Regions from separate parts of the Mus musculus genome. Here region 1 is linked to region 2. The links are chromatin contacts, called in public promoter capture Hi-C maps. All regions are on one chromosome and are shown on one strand. The core of a region is the stretch at or near the end of the contact, and the rest is flanking DNA. Distances in the headings are between cores, read along the strand shown. Region 1 holds the start of AW146154 (expressed sequence AW146154). Region 2 holds the start of Dpy19l3 (dpy-19-like 3 (C. elegans)).

Region 1 (5,102 bases), core at 358-2,857, 5.7 Mb after region 2:
GAGAAAAAGAAAAAGAAAAAGAAAAAGAAAAAGAAAAAGAAAAAGAAAAAGAAAAAGAAAAAGAAAAGGAGTTCTATTTTACTCCCAATACATGAGGGCGTACCTGGCTCTATCAAGCATGTTCCTGGGTTTGAGAAAGAGCTATGCCATTTTCTATACATAAGGGCCTCACAGAAAGCCTTGCTTGATCAAGCCAGTCCTGGACCCAACAGTGTTTTCCCTTTTCAAAGAGTTGCCAGCCGGTGTTCTCCTGCGAATATGGCAGAACTATGCTTTTTCTCAAGAAGAAAACTAGCAGCACTTTGTGATAAACAGCCTTTAATGTTGATTGGGACTCTAGAACGCTCCCTTGAGCAGCCAGTTCTTTGCTATGAGGATGGCCCTAGTGGCTGGTTGCCAATCAGAGTAGCCTCCTTTGTTAAGCACTGGAGCACTTTTCTGGACAATCCTAGTGAACAAATATATCTATCCTAGCATCCTGATCTCTAACGGGTCTGGTTAGCACACTACTTATCTGTAGGGTGTCTCAGAGGCATTCCTCCCTCAGCTAAACTCTACTTGCTGTCCCTTACTATCTCCTAAGCATTGGTAAATCCTTTAACATCATCAATTCTACTCTTCATCACAGTTTGATATTGGAGTGCTACCCAACATGAAATGCCTTTTACAACCTCTACAGAATTAACTCCAAATAGGTCTTACAGCTAAATGTTAAATGATAGGGGAGTTAACTTTTAGAAGTAAAGAGAAACTAGGCCTGAGTTTGACATCCTGCTAAGGATGTTTCCACACACAAGTCTCTGTGCCAGATGCTTTGAGCAGATGCAGCCCTCATAGCGAAGTTATTCACATCCACTGCTGGGTTCAGGGAATGACTAGGACAAAAAGGGAAGTAACAGGTGGTCAGATCTGGCCACACTTACCACCCAGACCCAGGGACAAGCCACCATACCAGCTCCTGCAACACAACTGCCTGCTCCTCCCCCCTGTGGGCAGTGGCTCTGCACTCACCATGTCGCGAATTAGCAATTTGCTAGAGCTTCCCTCACAGCACCCAGCAGCAGCGCTTAGAGAAAAACAATCAGAACTTTTCCAGCCCGCTCCGCTACAGAGCTGAAGCTGCCGCAAGGCACCCGGAAGATCCCGCCTCCTTTTCTGACTGGCAGGTCCACCTCAAGGCTCTGATTGGCCCTTAAGTCTTGAGTAACGCGAGTACCTCCCTGAGGGTTAGGGTGTGCAGATGAGACTCCGCATGATGGTTGCTGGCCGGGTCTTCCAGTACAGTACCAGACCTTTTCCAGATACATAGAGATTTGCATTTCAGTAGCACTTGTGTCTGTATTCTACCCGTCTGTCTTTCCATCCCGCACCGGGAAGGACCCATCACCTCAGCTCCTGCCGCCCAGCTGCCTGCTCCTCCCCTTTGTAAACAACGACCCTGCGCTTTCTAAGTCGTGGTGGAATCTGGAGCTTGCTTGAACTACCTTTATTCATTAGGCACTTCCCCTTCTTCCTCCGGAAATGAAGGTGGATATGTAATGGAAATCAAGCTTGAAAATTGTAATTCCCAAATTTGACCTGTAAGCCTCACCTGCCCAGGAACCAGGTTACTTCTAGGAATGCTGGGAATTGTAGTTCTTTGTAAGTAACAAGTCCTCGTGGGAAAGTACGGTGGCCAAATTGATTATCTGTATAAAGCCCTACAACATGTGACCGGGGGCTATCCCAGCTGGGAAATTCTGTGGATATTTCTGATCCAGATCCACCGCTTGGTCAGTACTTAATATTTAATAAACGGTTGCTTCAAATTTGGACGGAAATGGTTGATTTGGTTTTCCAATAAAACTCAGGTTTAAGGTATGGAAGCGCATAAGGAAATAATGGTCCCAAATTCGCTCTTCATTCCGGATAATCGAGGGGTGGGCTGACCCAGCCAAGGTCTCCGGGAAATGCGTTCCCTCTGCAGACTCCCGGGGTGAATGGCAGACTCGGAGAAAAACAGTAAGCTTCCTGTTGGTTCCTGGATTCTGGTTAAGGGGATGGAGTTTGTACACCCGTTCGGGCAATTGAGAGATACCTATCGTTTGTTTGTTTGCTTGTTTGTTTTAGTAATTTCTACGTAATTGGGAGTTCATCCAGGGCCATCAGTTATTTTCTGATCAGTTATTTGCCATGGGAGCTCTGGAAACGCCCTCTACTGACGCTGGGAGGTAGAAACTTAAGTAACCCCGCACTTGAGAACTTCAGCTAGGTCCCAATGCCTAGGCTGTCCAACTAATCAGAGACTTCCAGAGGATACCAGGAATTCCAGGGATTATACAAGGAGTCCGCTGAAACAGTCTCCCATCGGTTAAGTTCTCCTAGATTGATGAAACCTCTGTGTAACACCAATTCAATCTATATTGTTGACTCCTGTTTTGTGTTTTGTCCACTTGTCTAGTGCTTCCTCGTGTGTTACCATAGGGTGGGGGAGGGGGGCGACTAAATTAGAGGAAGGCACAATATAAGAATTTACGGACTTAGAAGCAGAAAAGGCCAATTCTAAATATCGTTGTCTTAGGTATCTGATCTGTCTTTGTGTGTTTTGACTTAAGGCTGTAAGGCACAGTGGCTCAGGGAGCTCCGGGTGCAGCATACATAGTTCCGACCCCACCTGCATCTAACTGACTGTGAAGTTGTCTCTCAATATGAGATGCTCTGACTTGGATTGTATTCAGAAGCTACAGACTCTACCCCAGGCTCAGATACTTCTTCTGCCTTCTCCTACCTGTGTCTAGCTGGCAGGAAAGCTGGGTCGAGAAAAACTTAACATTTTAGAACACCAAGTATGTATAAGGTAGATTTGGAGATAGACAATTCACAAATAGCACTTGGGGCTCATTGGATAGCTTTGTAATGTCCAGAGCTCTGCCCCCAACTGCACAGTGCCAGACCCAGCTCCTCTCCAAATTATGGATGAATCTGTGATTTCTATTCTTGTAAGATTTGTTATTTTGGGCTGGTGAGATGGCTCAGTGGGTTAGAGCACCCGACTGCTCTTCCGAAGGTCCAGAGTTCAAATCCCAGCAACCATATGGTGGCTCACAACCATCCGTAACAAGATCTGACCCCCTCTTCTGGAGTGTCTGAAGACAGCTACAATGTACTTACATTTAATAAATAAATAAATAAATCTTTAAAAAAAAAAAAAGATTTATTTAAAAAAAAAAAAAAAAGATTTGTTATTTTATGGGTAAGAATGCACATAGCTATTGCATGCTGGTTTCCAACTGGTCTTCAAAGCATAAAAATTGTTGTTTCTCATTCCTGTAGCTAGTTTACTGGGCTCAAAGTTCACCTCTGGGTTTTCTAGACACTGGAGTTAATATAATAATAGGAATTGAAATATTGTTTAAATATTGATGATACTAACATTGATTTATAATGTTCTACTTTATTGCTGGCTCAGAAAATTAGTTATGGCTTACCCCTTTTCACACCTAGGCATCATTTTATTGGTTTTGTTTTTTGTTTTTCAAGGCAGGGTTTCTCTGTATAATCCTGGCTCTCCTGGAACTCACTCTGTAGACCAGGCTGGCCTTGAACTCAGAAATCTGCCTGCCTCTGCCTCCCAAGTGCTGGCATCAAAGGTGTGCGCCACCACTGCCCAGCTATGATTTTAAAGTCAGAGTCAAACACTAAAGGACTATTGGCTTATAAGTTATTGGATATGGTTTTAAAAAGTGTGTAATATCTATAACTGAATTAACTTAAACTCGTAACTTGGGGTTAATGATTAAAAGCCTATGCTTACATAATCTTAAACCAAAGGGCTTGATTCCATTCTGTAACATAGACAACACATGACTGATAGCAATCATTTTTTCTCTTCATTCATGTATTTATTCACTCTACATTCCAATATCAGCCTCCTTCTTCTCCCAGTCCCCTGAACACAGCTTCTCCTCCCCACTCAACCCTCTCCCCATCCCCAGAGAAGGGGTTAGTCCCACATCCCCCACCCCTCCACCCCACCCTACTGTAGTTCATCAAGTAACTGCAGGTCCAGGTGCACCCTCCCCTACCAAGGCTAGAAAAGGCTGTCCATTCAAGGGGATAGTATCCACAGGCTGGCAAGAGGTTCAGGGACAACCCCACTCCAATTGTTGGAAACCCTGAATGAAGATCAAGCTGCATATCTGCTACACATGTATGGGGAGTTAAGGTCGCCAAGCCCATGCTCACTCTTTGGTTGGTGGGTCAGGCTCTGGGAGTCCCCAAGAGTCCAGGTTAACTGACTCTGTCTTCCTGTGGAGCCTCATCCTCCTCCAATTACCCAATCCTTCCTCCAACTCTTCCACAAGATGCAGGAGCTCCATCTAATGGTTGGCTGAGGGTCTCTGCATCTGTTTCTGTTGGCTGCTGGGTGGAGCCTCTCAGAGAACAGTTATGCTAGGCTCCTACCTGCAAGCTTAACAGAATATCATTAATAGTGTCAGGGATTGGTTCTTGCTCATGGAATGGGTCCCAACCTGGACCAATCATTGTTTGACCACTCAATCCACCTTTATTCCATTCCTGTCCCTGCACTTCTTACAGGTAGGACCTTCTATGTGGAAGGTTTTATGGGTGTTTTGCCTTTTCCATCCCATTATTGGGAAGCCTACCCGTCCACAGGCAGCAGCAACTTCAGGCACCATATCACTCACTGCTAGGTGTCTCAGCTAGATTCACCCCCAAAGATTCCCTGTGGTCTCCCCCAATCCCAGGTCTCTGGCACATCCTAGAGATGCATTCCCACTCTGAATTTCCTTTCCATCTCCCCTGCTTACCCTACACCTGATATCCCTGCCCTGTTCAACTCCCCCTCTCCCATCCACGGCCCTCCCTCCCTCCACCTCCAATATCTGTTTTATTTCCTACTCTGAGAAAGATTCAAGCTCCAATACCCTCCTATGTATTTGGCTTCTTTGGTTCTGTGTATTGTAGCGTGAGTATCCTATACTATAAGACTTACTTTTCACTTATAAGTGAGTACACATTACACATGTCCCTCAGGATGATATTTTCTAGTTCCATCCAATGCCCTACAGAATTCATGATGTCCGTGTTTTTAATAGCTG
Region 2 (4,887 bases), core at 601-3,100:
CAACCACCTACCAGATGGCAATTTCTTTTCCAACTTCACATCTTCTTTTGGTGATGGAAAATCCTCAGAAACTTCTATGGGTTTTGTCTCTTTTCTTTGCCGGATGTACATCATGATGTCAAAGACTCATACGCATTGTTCTTCCAACCACTCCTACAAACAACATCCAGATGAATGCCCCATGGAAATGTCAGCACCCACTTTACCCAACACACCCTTATGTGCTTAAATGGCCTGTCTTAGCCTGCTGTCCCCTGCTCAGCAGACCCTCCCAAACAAATCTTAATCAGCCTTTAAAGATACAACACAAATGTTTAACTAAACCACATTGACGAAGCACCTTTCCTCCAGCAGGCACTGCCAAGAGGGAGTGATACAGGTAGGGATACAGGTGAGCCACGTGAAGATGCCCAGGACTTCTTCCAGGAAGCCATCTTGGATGCTGCACCCTTGTGATGTTTTCCCTCCCTGATTCCGTAACACTAACTGTGGGATTTGTTGCGTGACACAGTTTTACATTATTTTCTACAGTTCCTACAGAAAGTAGTGGGTCTGATTTATTCCCACAGAACTGACCACGTGGGAGGGATTCCTAGTAAACTTGTGACAGCCAGATTTTGAAGAACTGAAACACTGTTTCTGATACCTGAATTTTAGCACCTGTGTTCTTTGAAAAAAAAAAAAAATCCCTGCTAAGCTTTATGCCTGGATGTCAAAGACAGTAAGACAGTGCGGGGCTGTGCCAGTCAGGGTGGCTGCTCTCTCTGGGGAGCAACTGTGGGTGTAGCTGCGGGAGCAGTTACCTAGTTTGGAAGCTATGAGGGGGAGGCGGGGGTGTGGTGGTGGTGAGTAAGCTGGCTTCAGTCCCCCGGGAACATCTTGCCTGGTTCCTCTGACTAATGAATAGCGTTTTACTAATTATCTATTAAAGATGAGGAGTAGCCAGACGCGATTGTTTCGGCAGCTAATCCAACCTGCACTCTAGTTACCAAAGTCTATGTTTATCTAACGGAAAGGCTCTTGCTAAATACAACAGAGGAAGCCAACACCACACAATGCTTTTGTTAAGATTCATTCATTCAAAAATGCTCAGACTGAACACAGACTCAAATGCAGTGTGCTCAAAAAGCACAAGAAACGGGGGGGGGGGGGGGAGAGAAGAAATCTTTTCAAAGTCTTGCAGCCACAGCTGGAATCCTGTCCCCTCTTGAGGAGTTATACCCTCCCTGCTAGCCCTCGGCGGGTTAGGGCTATACAGGGGGCCCACCTTACATCTACCCTGAGCCTGGTAAAGCAGAAAGTTAACAAACATGCCAGGTGCTAATTACATTTCCCGTCTGCATGGCAACAGCCTCCCCAACTAGGAAACAAAAAGTTGCTCCGGCCAGCCGGACTCAAAGCCCTGCCAGACATTAGCAAAGAGACCCTAAGGCAATTCCTGGACTACTGACCAGGACGCGCGCCACTCCCCCGCACCTGGAGCCACTCCCCTGCGCACCTGGCGAGCCCACGCGAGGACCAGGTGCTAGCCGGCCCGGGGAACCTCGCGACACTCGCTCCCGCTCTGAGACGCTCCCTCCCACGCCCCGCCCACGTGTCCCGTAGACACTGCGCGTCCAGTCCCCTCGCGGCCCGACCCCCAGCCACAGACCTGCGGCCTCAGCAGTCCTCAGGGGCGGCTCGGGTTGGCAAAGAAGCACCCCGAGCACCCAGGCCTTAGGGACGCGCCCACTTCACGGGCTACAGCGAGGTGAAGACTAGGAGGACCCAGCTGTTCCCGGCTCTGTGCGGCGCGCTGCAAGGATGGGCCTGGGGGGCGTCTACAGCCCGGGGAAGGGGCGCGCCGGGGAGGCCGGGCCGCTACCGCTGCATTCATTGGTCCCGGCAGCTGTTCGTCAACGCAAGGCCCCGCCCCCGCCTCCCGCGCTGCCCCGCCCCGTCTCGTGCGGCGCACACCGGAAGGAAGAGGTACACTTCCGCTCAGAGGGCTGTTTTGGGGGTGTTAGGCTCCGAGGCAGGTCTTAAGCTTGGCTTGTTCCTGTGTTCGGAGTCCCTGGTGCCCCGAAGAAAGGTTACCCAGTCTCGGGGGACCTTCCCAGCTCTACCTCCTGCCTCCAATGTCCGGCTATATGCACTTTCGACGTTGTTTAGTGATAAAATCCGCAGACACTTTTGGGTCTCCAAAGACATGCCTCTCAGTCCCCACACCCCCAACCCATCCACACCCATCCTCCCGCCGCCGCCGTAGTACTGCTCTGGCCTTTGTTGTTAATTCTCCTCCTTAACATGCACCTTCAGTATTGAGTCCTAGATGTTCCTCTTATCTTTAAACTGCTTGTCAGCATCTTTTCCCTCTCTTTGAGACAGGGTCTCACTTTCTAGCTCTGGCTGGCCTGAAATTGCGTGTGGACCAATTTGGCCTCACGTCTGCCTCTGCCTCCTGAGTGCTGTGACTAAAGGAAGGTGTGCGCCAGACTGAGTTTTGGTAGTGGATGGCCCACTGAGATCAGTACCTACGAAAAGGCAGCCTGTCATCTAATTCCAACAAAAATTGTTCCATACACCCTGCCTTTCTTAGCTACCTGTCCCTGATAGATCTTTTTCTCTTTTGGTTGTCGACTGTTAATACCAAGAACACACTGCTCAGAATGCTTTATTAGATAGCCCCTCACCCCACACCTACTTAAAGTGATTTGTGGAACATGTAACTGGTGTGAGGCGCATGTCCCTGAGGGGAACAGTATTCAGCTGCTGCTTCATGTCTGTAACACGAGGCAAGAACTGTCATAAGAACGTCGGGTCGTAGTGCTTCTCATAGAAAGTGGGTGCGCACTAAGAGTAAAGTCTGAGATTTAAGGTCTTAGATGGCGCTCCTGTAGTCCTGCTGAGGAAGGAGGCTGCCGCAGGAGGATGACAAGTCCAACTCTTGCCTGGGCCATATGCAGAGACATAGAGTACTGGCTTGTCACAAGCATGCAGCAAGACGATGAGTTGTAGTGAAGCACGATAGAAAGGCAAGGGAAATTATGGAGGAAGGAGAAGGAATTTCCCCCATTCCACTGCAGATCTAGATGAACCCTCGCCAGCTGCAGGCAAGGATCCCAGCACAGAATACTTGCTGTAAAGTTTGCTAACAGAAATGATGAGTTCCTCTCATGGATCTTATGTTAAACAGGGTCTGCTTTAAGGCCCGAGTGTACTTGACCTTTGGGCCTCATTCCTTTCCCCCCCAGATTGGAGTTTCAAGGGCGATGCTTACTAACCTTTATTTACACTAAAAATATCCTACCTTAGGGCTGCAGAGATGGCTCAACAGCTAAGGGCTGCTCCTCCAAAAGACCCAGGTTTGGTTCCAGAATCCATGTGGCAGCTCACAACCATCTGTAACTCCAGTTCCAGGGCATCTGATGCTCTCTTCTGGCCTCTGTGGGCATCAGACAGGCATATGGTGCACATATATACATTCGGGTAAAACACCGATACACATACAATAAAAGTCCTATAAAGAGCCTTCCTGCTCTCCTGTGATGTTGTCAGTGGCAGTGCTGACAGGTGTCCCTCGGGAATCACTCTGATGAATGAAGAAAGCAAGAGGAGGGGCTGGAGAGATGGCTCAGAGATTGAGTACTTGGTGCACCACAGTTAGGCTCCGACACCCATGTGAGTCAGTAGCTTCAGTTCCAGATGCTCCAACACCCTCTTCTGGCTCCCTGGGACCCCTCCGCCCCCCCCCCCCCACACACACACACAGACACAGACACACAAATAAAACTGGATCTTAAAGATGTAATTAGAATCATACTTAAAGTCACAGGACCCAGGTTCAGTTCCTAGCACCTACATGGTGGCTCACAACCATCTGTAACTCCCATTTCAGGAGATCTAATGCCATCTTCTGATCCCCAAGGGCGTCAAGCATGCACGGGGTATACAGACTTGCAGGCAAAACATTCATAAAAAAATATAAATAAGGGGGTGGTTGGAGAGATGTCTCAGCCGCGAAGAGCACTGGCTTCCCCTTCAGAGAACCTCCATTGGATTGCCAGTACCCACATTCTCAGTGAATCCTGTCCTCTGGGATCTGATGCCCTCTTCTGGCCTCAGTGGGCAATGCATCCATACAGTGCAGACGCAAAACATAGACATAAAAGACATTGTTAAACGTTTTTAAATAGAAGTAAGTCTTTTAAAAAGTATTAACTTGGGTGATAGCCATGGAGATGAAGAAAACGCAGCAGATCTGGGATATTTAGGTGCTCCGTGCAGCTGGAGTAGTGTGGGTGTCTGTACGGATTATGTAAGAAGAGGGAGGAAGCTCTGCGGGCTCCTAGGTTTCTGACTTGAGCAGTCAGGACCGTGGGACGCATCAAAAGAGAAAAATAAAAGCAGGCTTGAAGTGTTTAACAACTTATAGGGGAGTTGGGTTTTTTGTTTGTTTGTTTTGTTTTGTTAACATAGGCAGAGCTGGTTCTGCTCAGGAAAGCTGACCTAGAACTGCCTGATCAGCCACCGCAGGGCTGGCAGCTGGCTCTAGGCTAGTTGCTGCTCACAGGGCTCTCCCCACAGGCTGTTGGAGTAGCCTCAAGACATAACCTCTGAAACCTGGGGGTTTCCTAGGCGTCTGTGGTAGAGGGAGGGCAATGTAAAGGTGGGCTGATCACTTCATGGTGGAGACAGCAGGGGGCAGCCTTTCTCCCTTCTCACTTTCACAGGATTTGGGCTGGGGCTGGAAGCCCCAGTTCTGTATGACTGAATTGTGAGGCTAGGACACAGGGCAGTCCAGTGTCAGCCTTGGCTTCTGTTGGATTGCTCACTTAGGGGAGGATTTCAGGGTTATGTCTTGAGGCTACCCCAGCGGCCTGTGGAGCAGCCTCCAGTCAGCCACTT

What was found. Promoter capture Hi-C pulls out the DNA fragments that hold promoters and counts their contacts.
Region 1: a contact with region 2 is called in a promoter capture Hi-C map of pre-B cells. The contact joins the promoter of AW146154 here to the promoter of Dpy19l3 in region 2. A contact is called at or near these places in 1 of 39 promoter capture datasets (pre-B cells) and 1 of 484 Hi-C or Micro-C datasets (CD4 T cells).

What each region holds. Positions count from the first base shown.
Region 1 is chr7:41,498,283-41,503,384 of GRCm38.p6, forward strand. AW146154 (expressed sequence AW146154) reads right to left here and starts at 1,608. Exons shown (of 4, transcript NM_001033530.3): 1 at 1,012-1,608. The coding sequence starts at 1,014.
Region 2 is chr7:35,752,604-35,757,490 of GRCm38.p6, forward strand. It overlaps Dpy19l3 (dpy-19-like 3 (C. elegans)), which reads right to left and starts at 1,851. Exons shown (of 19, transcript NM_178704.3): 1 at 1,652-1,851; 2 at 12-153. The coding sequence starts at 114.